Regions from separate parts of the Arachis hypogaea genome. Here region 1 is linked to region 2. Evidence: chromatin contacts called from public Hi-C data. All regions are on one chromosome and are shown on one strand. Each heading gives the region's core, a stretch centred on a gene start, on an enhancer-like site or on the middle of the called end of the contact. The rest is flanking DNA. Distances are from core to core; before and after follow the strand shown.

Evidence for each region. A called contact is a pair of places that touch in the nucleus more often than the background predicts.
Region 1: a Hi-C map of leaf shows a contact between it and region 2, with 3 times the contacts expected there. The contact joins the promoter of LOC112722197 here to the promoter of LOC140176135 in region 2. A contact is called at or near these places in 2 of 8 Hi-C or Micro-C datasets (both in leaf).

What each region holds. Positions count from the first base shown.
Region 1 is chr11:66,412,615-66,418,691 of arahy.Tifrunner.gnm2.J5K5, reverse strand. LOC112722197 (zinc finger CCCH domain-containing protein 67) reads right to left here and starts at 4,014. Exons shown (of 6, transcript XM_025773170.3): 1 at 3,061-4,014; 2 at 2,657-2,725; 3 at 1,836-1,958; 4 at 1,474-1,731; 5 at 709-978; 6 at 25-401. The coding sequence starts at 3,702. The coding sequence ends at 258.
Region 2 is chr11:65,760,541-65,766,314 of arahy.Tifrunner.gnm2.J5K5, reverse strand. LOC140176135 reads right to left here and starts at 1,914. Exons shown (of 2, transcript XM_072206022.1): 1 at 1,447-1,914; 2 at 417-1,361. The coding sequence starts at 1,914. The coding sequence ends at 417.

The DNA of each region.
Region 1 (6,077 bases), core at 2,765-5,264, 650 kb before region 2:
AAAAAAAAAAAGTAGACTAGAGAGTAGAGACTACATATGCTTAAGTTGTAAATACCAAGTCCAAAAAAAAAAAAAAATTAGTAAATACATAAAAACATCCGTTTGCCATGTGTATAAATATATTGGTAATCCGTAAAAGCTTGTAACTAGAGGAAGAAACTTAGAAGGGTATCATGTTCATAAAGAAAACTACAACTTCTAATTGAAGAGTTGCTCAAAGGAAAAAGAAGGTCCCTTGACAAAGATGCTTACAGAGGTTACTGAACAGCACCTCCATTTCCACCCATCCCATCAACTTCAACACCAGTTGGGGGCACTGGGTTTATGGGGTGGTCATACTTACAAGCCGGTCCAAACTTACAGAGTCCATATCGTGTGTAATGCATGCACGCATTCTTGTCCTGCATTTCATGATAAACATAATAGAAAGAAACTAGGTAAATATTGCTTCTAACTGCATATGGCTCTATCAAATTAGAGGTACTAATCCTTTAATCCATCATCGTCACTTGGTGTTAGATCTTTGAAGCCAGATACAGGATCATCACTAGGTTACACAACCATGTCAATTCAATTTTAAAAGCACTTACATTTATTTACCCACCATAGGTTAAAAAATATTGAGAAAGAAGAACCATTTTCAAGTTTCTACACAAGCGGAAAAATAGTGGTATAAACTAACATAAAATGATGATAACAACAACTTACAGGTCTAAGAGGCAGGCCTTTGTCATTGAGGTTGCATGGAGGTAATGTTGCTATCCGATTCTTTGGATGGTGAAATTTACAATTGGATTTGAACTTGCAATCCCCAGTTTTCAGGAAGTAGCTGCATTCAGGTTCACCAGGTCTTTCAGGAAAATCATCAACTTGAATTCTTTTTTGTGGGTGTATATAAACATTTGTTTCGATCACTGGATTGTTCATGACATATGGTGGAGGTGGATGCATACTCCTCTCAGATAGGTAGGTAGGTGCCTTTACAAACCAAAAACAAGTCAGAGTGATGCAGACAGTTCAGCCAGCATGATAGTTAACTCTAGGAAGGCGAGAAAAAAGAAAACAAAAAGGACCATGCTGTACTGCATTCAGTGCATTGCACTATATAACTCACAGGTCAAGAGTAATAGGTACAAATCGAATATTCACTTCTAAGTTTACAACTAAAGGTCCGCCTCATGAACCTCAAATAGCTTAATACTCATTCAGCTTTCCAGTATGCATTCACTGCTAATGCATTGATATGTCTGCAACACTCAAGGTGACAATATCTCACCATATAAAAGGTATTTCAAACCAACGGTAGAATGATATAAAGTCAGATAAATGAAATAAATATATAGCCTGATAACAATAAGTTAATAACATTGCATGACAGGGCATTGGCAAAGTCAATCATCTATCTAGCATAAATTATTGTATAATAAAACAGCCACTATTAGATGGCTACTAATATTGAATCTTAGGATATACCTGATATGCATTCCAATCAGGACTTGGGGGCGAAAGCATCATTGGCACAAAAGGAGATGTTTCATTTACTGTTCTTGGAGAAGACCATGTTGACACAGACTGTTGTGATACACCATGTAATGAAATAGATCCTCCATTACTATACCCTGGAGATGATTCAGAACCTCCAACAGTTGTAGGGTCAGGATGATTAAACTTGCAGTTTGCTCCAAACTTACATGAGCCGGTGCGCATGTAATAAGGACATTCTCTCTTTCCCTATCATTTAAATCAACCAGAATAATATTTCAGAGGTAACTGTTTTTGGAAGCTGTAAAAACAGATAAAAGATGGTATATGAAAGAAGCTTCATATATACATACCAGACGAATAGGCAGACCAAGAAAATTGAGTTCTGCCACCTCCTCGGTTGTTAAATCTTTTCCTTTTGTATGGTTATATTTACAATCTTTTCCAAACTTACAACCCCCGGACCTTAAATAATACTGCCATAACACCAAGAAAAACATTTATTAAGAACATTTCACATATCTTTTAAAAAAAACTTCAGAAAGAAGCTATGTCTGAAGAGCAAAATCTATTCATTTAATCACGCCAAAGAAGCTGCCTGACTTAGATTCATTCGTATTTTAACTCAACAATTGATAGGGTAGTGCAAAAAGCTTTTCCTTTTTTCTTTTGCTTTTTCCCAGTTCATTTGTTTTCGTATCCACTACTATTACATATTGATGTATGCAAGCTAAATTATGAAGATAATTATTAATTTATTATTGTTATCTTGCATATGAAACTATCATCCCTGTCACTAATGTCATTATCACATGCTTCCTGGAATGCGGCTTGACTGAAAGAACTAGAACAAATATAATGTCATGAAAAAAAATAAATGAAAAAAAACAACAAGGTCCTTCCTTGTCCACTGCAAGTGTAGAAAAAGGAATTCATATAATTTTATCATCTTTATATCTCTTTGCAAAAGATATTGCTACGTAATAATTTGAAGGTAACCAAAATTGATAACATACAAAATTATTCGCTAGATCAGACCTTCTTAAACTATCCTTATCCACAACCTTCTATGTAAAATTAAGAATATGTAGTTTAAGTTTTCAATTAAATAACAGAATGTGCAAATTCTAAATTTACAATGAAATTTGTTTAGAAGCATAATTTTGATAATAACCTTGCATTCTGTCTGTCCTGATCTCTCTGCTTGCTCTTCCTCTCTTTCTGCTGGCCACTCTTTAACAGCCTTCACGTATGTTTGAAACATCTTAGAGAAAACTTTTAAGATGTGAACAAAATATAACATGTTTGCAGTCATGAAAGGCCAAAAGCCTTGTTAAATGCTCAATCACATATCCCTATTTCCCTCTTAACTGTATTACTTTTTCTTCCATTTTTATCATAGTGAAAACTGTGAAATCCTTTTGTTAATAGATAACATCATGTCACCTCACCTAATACAACTTCAAAACAAAATTGGGCCAAAAAGACAACATTGTACATAATCAAGTCCTAAGCCAAACCTGAAATCTAACAAATTGCAAAACCTCAAGAAAGCGCACAAAAAAGGGCCAAGAATACCTGGTTTTTCCTCCTATTAATGGGGTGATTGAACTTGCAATTGATTCCAAATTTGCAATTCCCAGTCTTCATATAAAATGCACAATCCTGAGCATCAGGCCTCCAAGGGTACTGGTGTTGTGCCCTACCACCACCATTTTTCTCTTCCCTCTTCTCATCCCCATCAACATCATCACCCCCATCAGCATCAACATATCCATTAACTAACCCATCATAATCACCATCCACAAGACCCACATTGACATTCTCCTCTTCCCAACTATTGGTCTCCCACCCCCAGTTATCCCCATCACCACCACCACCTTTAAAACCCTCATCACAACCATTTACAACTTCATCGTCACCATTAGTAACACCCCCATCATCAACACCACCACCAACTTGGCCAAAGTTTGAAACTTTATCCCCAATCTCGCCACCCTCTTCGCCCACACCTTCCAAACCCTTCAAATCCAGCTTACTCTGAAGCTCAGCCGAGAGTGAACCATCCTTAGCCGTTTGATAGAGATCTGACGGCTGAGGATCGTCGGTGCCGTGATTGGAAGAAGGAGCAAGTTGAGGGTCTTGTTGGGTGGCGGTGATGGAGTCACCACCGCCATTGGGAAGTGAGGAAGAAGCAGAATCGGATTCAGTGTGTTCCATTCTCCCTCCACATTTCAAACCCTAATAATGGTTCTATAGTACTTTGTTCCACTCACGCGCAGAGGAAAAGGGCTAATGTGGTGGTGGTGGTGGTGTTTAATTTATTTAAATGTGTGAATGGGGAATGGAATTGGGGAATCAGCAAAGTAAAGAAAGAAAAAGCAGTAGCAATGTGTGTGAATAAAAAGGTGAATGGGGAAAAAGGGTGGGGGGGGGGGGGGGGGGGGGGAAAGTGTGCAACTTTGTGGCTCTGTGAGTGAGCGAGCGAGTGAGTGGGTTGTGGGTATAGTGTAGAGAGAGTGTAATATGCGTGCTTTGTTTGGTGCACTGCACCCATTATATATGAGTTGTGTATCTTCCCCCAAATTTGCCATTTTGCATTTTTTGCTAATAAGTAAGATCTTTTTCTTCTTATATTAGTCTAAACCATTATTTAGTCTATATAGTGAAGTGATAGATTTTTAAATTTAGTGTTGGATTTAATTTGTATACCAAAATAAATGATTTTATAAAACATTTAATGTTGTGTTGGCATATTAAAAAAAATAATAGACCTAAATAATTTTTATATTTTTTTTGTGATAAGAGATTAAAGAAAAGTAAAAGACAAAATTAGAACAAATTACGATATGTCTGGCTTAAAAAAAATTTCTAACCTCTTTCTAAGACTGCAGGAGCTCAACTTGAGCGGTCATGTTTATAACATCACATCTCGTCATGGCGTCAACAATATTGTTGGGAGTCCACTGAATAAGATCAACACTAGCCCTCTATTTCCACTTCAAGATCTTCTGAATTTTGCTAACCATATCCTTGTCCAAGTAATGTGCTCCCATGTTTTTATCACTAATCAAATTAAAGGCCTCCAAGCAATCAATTTCACTGAAAAGCATCTCTATGACTAGCCTCCCACGATAATAGTAATCTCTACCAGATCACAAATAATTCACATTTGAGCACACACACATAAGAGAAAGATCCCATACAACCTCTCAACCATAAACCATCTGAATTTCAAATAACACGGTCAAATCACGCCTTACTACTATCATCAAATATACTTACAATTTACCTTAACCGAATCTTGTGGAGGAGTCGTCCAAGTAAAGTTCATGGAATGAGCAGCATGAAGAACCTTCTTGAAAAAATATTCTGAAGCTCATTGTTTGAAGCATAGATAAGTCTCACCACTTTATCAATGGATCAGACTTCATTGAAATTGAACACATTATTATTCCTATCCTTCCAAATCCACAACAAGCAAGCAAAAAATAGAAATACATTAGTATTCTTATATTTATTAATCTAAGAAACCATGTCCAAGTGCTGCAGATCAAAATTCAACTTCTTCTAAATGTTTCAAGCCTTTCGGTGGTCCCTAAAACAATGCAGAACGGTTTTCGGCACAAACTGACACCTCTGGCAAAGATTGGAAGTTGCAAGGTTTCTTTTAAATCTAAATTTAGCATTTGGAACCGCATCATGAAGGAAAAGCCAAACCAGAAATTTAATTTTTTTTCGAAATTTATAACTGCCACAGCCATAACCAATCCTCATGCTCATCCTAACCGAACATGCACTTACTTAACCATGTGTAACCACTACTAGAAGAGTACAATTTTAAAGTTGAAAAGGTTCAACTCTAACCCACCATATCACTAACAACCTGACTCGGATTAAAGGCCTCAAGGGCGCTACTTGAAGTTATCAGATAGCAGGGTAGCAACATCAACCAAATTCCAAGTACCATCTCTCTAGAGATCGCTAATACAAAGCTCTGTATCCCATATGTGAGATAATTCAATTTCTCTGCTATAGTACCATCTCTTCTCCAGTTGTCAAACCATAAAACCTGTTGAAGTGGGCCAATACGCCATGAATAACTGTCCCTAAGAGCATTGGATTCTTTGCAAATACTCTTCCAAGTTTGAGAACTCTTCATCATATTAAACAAGAAAAATAGTTTCAAATTCTTATTGTATTTAGCTACCAAAAGTTGCACCCAAAGCTTCTTTGGACAATGTAGAAATTACTAAACTAGCTTACCTAAAAGAGCTAGGTTAGCGCAAGCTAGATCTCTAACCCCCAAAACCCTAAATGTTTTGGTAATTACCATATTTTTCCAATAGGTAAGGCTCATGTCCCTCCCATCCACTTGGCCCTTACAAAGAAAATGACGCATCAAGGAGGAAATCTTGTTCGTTGACCAGCAAGGAAAATAGGAGACTTGTATTTAGTAGATTAGAAGAGATGAAATAACAGAGTTAACTAGACAAAGTCTATCGCCTCAGTTCAAGGGTTTGCCCTTCCAACTTCCTAGTCTTCCTCGAATTCTTATCAATCACACCATTGAAAAATACTCTGCCAACTTGAGA
Region 2 (5,774 bases), core at 665-3,164:
TGTGTGAGTCCTTCTTGCTAGTGGAGGAAGCTGATGCACTGCTCTTTTGAGGCAAAGGTTGGGATGAAGGAGCTTTAGGGTTGGACTGAGGTGGTGCAGGCCCGGCTACATTTTTGGTCTGGCTCTTGGGCTGAGTTGCATTATTAGTGGGCCTAGCTGCCAATTTTCTGGGCCTGGTTACTAGTTTGTTGGGCTGAGTTGTTGCTGTGTTGGAATGAGTTATTGCAGGGCTGGGTTGAGAGCATGATTTCTTGCTAAGTTTCCCTCTTTGGACTGTTTGGCCAAGGGATTGTGAGCTTGCAACCTTAGTACCTCTCTTTGGACCCTTGGCAGCTTGTTGAGATGCAGGTTGGACTTGTGACAGAAATAAAAAAAGGAACATTTTTAGCACAAGTTAATATAAACCAAACTAAACATTATAGCAGAAAGGATACCTTCTTCTTAGGCTTTGTGCAACTTGATTTCTTGTGACCTAAAGCACCACAGTTAGAACACCTCTGTGTTTGACCCCTACGGGAGAGGTGAGTTTGGCTTCTGTTATCATCATCCCCAGGTCCTCGCTTCTTCTTCTTGACTGGCCGGTGACTTGGCTTCCGATATGGTGGTGGCATGACATCATCATACTGGGATCTCTCCCACAGATCTGACACATTTAGAGGATGTATCACTTCCTGGTAGCACCTCAGGTAAGCATCCTTTTTGTAATGGTCATCCACAAACGACTCCAAGTTCAAACCTTTGAATGTTATGCAGCTAATGGCATGAGGACAGGGTAGCCCGCTCATCTGCCACCTCCTACAGGAACACTCACAAGCAGCCAGATCTACAACAAATTTGTCTAACCCGCACATCACTTCATACTTACTAGCAGCTGACCAAAATGGCCTCCAATCCCTAGAATGCTTTACCCTTTTCTCTAGCTTCTTCAATATTGTTGGCATAATGTTACCCTGGTACACTTGAATCCTAGCTCTATTGGCAGCCCATTTAGTCATTATATAGACCCTAATGTCCTCTAACATAGTGACAATTGGTTTTTCTCTAGCCTCAACTATGACAGCATTAAAACTCTCACTCATGTTGTTAACAAGGGAGTCACACTTTGAATGAAATGAAAAGCGAGAACGGGACCAGAACCTGGGTGGAATGCTGTTCAAGTGCCGAAATGCATCCTCACTCTTAAGTCTCATTGTCTTCATCTCCTTCTCCCAATCTTTCCAGTGCGTAGACTTTGCACATTTCCACATTTGATTCTTTAGCTCCAATCCAAGAAATTTCTTCTTGAAGTTGTTATATAGATGCCTCACACAATATCGGTTGTCCACCCTAGGAATGACTTCCTCAAGAGCTGGTAACAAGTCCTGTATCAGAAAGGTAACCCAACTAATTAGTATAGTCTTCACCATAAGTTATAAAATGCACAAACAATTTTAAATTAATGTTCACCTTCTGCTGATCCAACATGAATGTACACTTTCCAATTTTATCAACACCCAGATCATCAGATAAGTGTCTCAGAAACCAAACCCAGGAATCCTTGGTCTCAGCTTCAACCACCGCATAAACAATAGGAAGGATCTGGTCATTAGGATCTCTTCCTATTACGGTCAGTAACTGACCACCCTGAGGAGTCTTTAAGAAACACCCGTCCAAACTGATAAAGGGTCTGACATGTTGGAAGCTCTTCTTGCATGCATTGAAGCAGACATACAATCTCTGGAATACACAATAGTTCATCAATTCGGGGTTCTGGACTTCCTGGGCAAAATCTGGGCTCCTAATCACTTTCAAGCTAACAGATGAACCTGGATTGGCCCTTAGAATCTCCGCACAGTAATCATTAATCCTTCTATACTGCTCCCTAAATGCACCCTGAATTTGACTTAGTGCCTCTTGCTTCGACTTGGCTGCCATGGACTTGGTCACAATAACATTTCACTTCTTGTGTGCCTTTGCTTGTAACTCCCTTATTTTAATCCTCGGATTAGACTCTACCGTCTTTTTAAATTGGGCTCCAACCCACTTAGTGTGCAGTATCCCAACTCTGTGCATTTGCATGCAGGTGTGTTAGAGGTTCAAGCTTCTTAACTGCCAGGTGGATTCATCCCCAACCCTATGTGCATAGAGCCAGAATGGACAGTCCTTCTGACAAACAACTCTAACTCTGACCAAATCACACTTCTTAAATTTGATGCTCCTAGCTGTATGAACTGCATATGCCAGTACAGTCTCCTTAAATTCTTGTCTGGATGCATAAAGTGTCCCTACCTCCCACCTGTAGCTGCTCATATCCTTCAAAGGTTTATGAACTGAAAACCTTTGACCCACACGATCTGATGCATCATATTCTCAGCATCGTCATCGTCCCCCTCATCCCCACCAATCATGTGATCCATCTCCAACTCATCACTATCTGCTCCATCCTCATCACTAAACTGATTTATACCTTTACTTTTTTCCTTGCCAGCAGTAGCTTCTTCCGGCACAGAATTACCCTCATCAAATCCACTATCACCCTCAAAATCCTCATCACTATTAGTGAAGTGCACCTCTCCTGCACTGTCCCCCTCCTCATCAGATGGCATGTACTCAGGATCCTCACTGTCTTAATCATTGGACTCACTTCCATCTACCTGAAACTCATCCCCCACATAGGTTCGGCACTGGCCCCTGCTGCCTCAGCCCCGTGCCCTTCGAAAACAACCAAGCCAAGCCCATCATCTGTTTCCTCTTCTGCAACTCCCCCAACGTCAACGTAACCCACTTCTGGAAATGGCTCGGCATCGCCCACATCGTGGACCACATACAACTCTACCAAGCCCCATAACCCAGCAATGTTGCACATTTCGATTGATTCTGCGTCACCCTTCAGCATCTTCAGGCTAGTCTCCAAATCATCAAAGCTTGGATCTTTATACCACAACGCAACAATGTTGGCCTGCAAGTACCCAAACTGCCTTAGTTCTTCATAGGCCTCAAACAAAGACCAACGATCGCTGTCAATGTCCTCGATAATTGTACTTTGACCCTTCAGGTACTTAAATACCCCCTCCTCATATCCGAATGCACCCCATGATGCACCCTCACATTTATGTACACCATCTTCTGCTCAGTCAACCCTGTTATACAGCAGAATACATTACTCACAAACATATATACAAACCTTAGCTATAGCAGCAGACTCAGAAGCCTGCATTCAACCCCGAAATGCTCAGACAGAGCAACATGGTGATGAAATGCAAACCTCCAACATGTTGTGAACAGTTGACGTGATTGCTTGAGGGATGGAAAGTAATCGTACCTGAACAATCAGCTGTTGCAACAATGAAGATCACTCACCAATGTCTTAGTACACCGATTCTCAAGCTTAACCCCCCCAATGGCGACAATCCTTTCTGTACACCCTCTTTGCACCTACGTTTGAGGGTTTCACACCAACGTTTCCGTTTTCAAGTGTTTCAAGGAAGTTTATGAGTTACTTCATGAGCAGGAGTGCACTTCGCGGGAATGAAAATTAAGGGAGAGAAACCGCAAGGGTAGAGTTGTCATTAAATTTTATTTTTGGTGCGAAAGGACTATTTTAATACAACTGTCAACTTTGGGGACGATTTTGTTTAAAAATAAAACTTAGGGACAAAAAAAATTTTTGACCCCTACGTTAGGGACCAAAATCGAACTTAACCCTAATTATAACAATGATGATGATGATGATGGAGGAAAAAAAGAAAGGATGAGAAGAATTCAAATAAAAAAAGGAGGAGGAAGAAGAAGAGGAGATGGAGGTGATAGTGATGGTAACAACAATGATAACGAAAAAAGAAGAGTGCATGCACATGATGTGAAAAACGATTATAACAATTTGGTTGGACTTTATTAATAAGTATTTTATTTGGTTGTAGAACTTTATTCAAAACTAAAATTTTAAGTCAAATTAAATGCTGAATTACTCCATTTTATTTATATTTTTGTATTGATGCAGATAAAAATAGATGTTTGTTTCGGTACGATAATAAATTTATACGTACCGATACAATAAAAACATAGACAAATTAAAATACAGACACATGAATTATAATTTCCATGTCATCATTTATTTTTTTTAAAAAAAATACATACCATATCATTATTTTTACTAAAACATTCTTATAATTTAATAAAAATAAAAAATATTTTTTAAATAATTATACAAAAAAAAACTTAAATATCATTTTCTTATATGGGACCTAAACTATCTTTAAATTAGTTAAAATTTAAAATTCAATTAATTTTAATTTATATTTTTAAATTTTAAATAATTTATAAAAACAAAACAAAAACATATGAAAAAAAATAAAAAAATAAAAAAAAGAAGTTCATCTAGGTTGGTGTTCTTCGTCTCTTCCCTCCTCTTCCTTCTCTCTGCTAAAGGAGGAGAAGAAGAAGAAGCCCTCTAACCCTAAATTTTTTTTCCCGAGCTCCAATCATCACTGTGTTTGTTGGATTCGATAAAGACGGCGACGCTGGGCTCTTCTGCTTCCTCTCTTTTGTCAGAGCTGCGAGAGACGAAGCCCGTCGTGTACCACTACTTGCTGCTTGCCTGAAGCTTTCCTCTACTTTGCTCTGCTCCGCTGCACCTTCTGAAGAGTAGCAAGTCCATCGCCGTATCAAGAAGATCCCGCTCTCTCCTCGACCCCGCTATCTCTTCTGACTCCGTGATTGCAAATTGGCAAATTGGGGCTATGGTTTTGTTAAATATTATCATGCTTAGGGCTTGTTTGGGTGAGCTTCTAAGAAAATATCTTTTTTCGAGTTATCTTTTTTTAAAAGATCTTATAGAGAAGTAAAAGTAATTTTATGTTTGGATATCTCATATAAAAAGGTCTTTTTATCAATCAATTATGTTTGGGTATAACAATATAAAAGTACTTTTTTGTTTATTTATTACATAAAAAACATCTTTTTTTTAAGGAAAAAAGATCTTTTAAAAAAAGATGTAAATTACAGCTTCTCAAAAAAGATCTTTTTTTTATTTTACTAGTGCTTTTACTTTTACTACTAGAAATTTGCCAAACACGTTAAAAAATAAAAAAAGAAAAAGATCTTTTTTTAACAAAATAATAGCGCCCAAACATGCACTTAGCCTTGCTCATGCCATTATTAATTAGAATTTCTTCGAACGGAACATGATTTTAATCACATGATCGTCTGAATTTTAGTCACTTTTTTTTCTCTTTGGTTCAATCCTTTATTTTGTTTCTTTGTTCTTGTCAATATGATGTATCAATGCCTCTGTTATTTGAATTTCTGTGTTTTGCCAAAAATCCGTAGTATGGTGAACTTTTTTCTCATATTTTAATAAGTATTTATGTGGTTAGAAGAGCAATTGACTCTGTGGTTGCAATTCGGATTGTTGGTGGAAGGAACACAAATTGGTGCTGGTTTTCTAGTTGTTGGTGGACTAGCCTAGCTTGCTGGATTGATTAATTAATTAATAGAAGAGAGTGGTGTCATAATCTGCATTGATTCTGAAACAAGAAGTGATGTCTCGGTTTCTTCAGTTTCTTGTATGGTTGGCGAACTAAGATGAAAACGATTCTTTAGAAGGCCATTTTATTGTTCTATACTAGAGATTGCTGTGACTTATTTTGGTTTCATGGCTTGATGTTTTGAACTCATGAAAAAAAAAAAAAAAAAAAAAAACTTATAGGAAGTTTGCTTCTAAATATCCTTCTTTTGTTCCATGATTTTAAAATGTTATGATAAATTTTTCAAGTGGTACGAGGCTTTTAAAATGT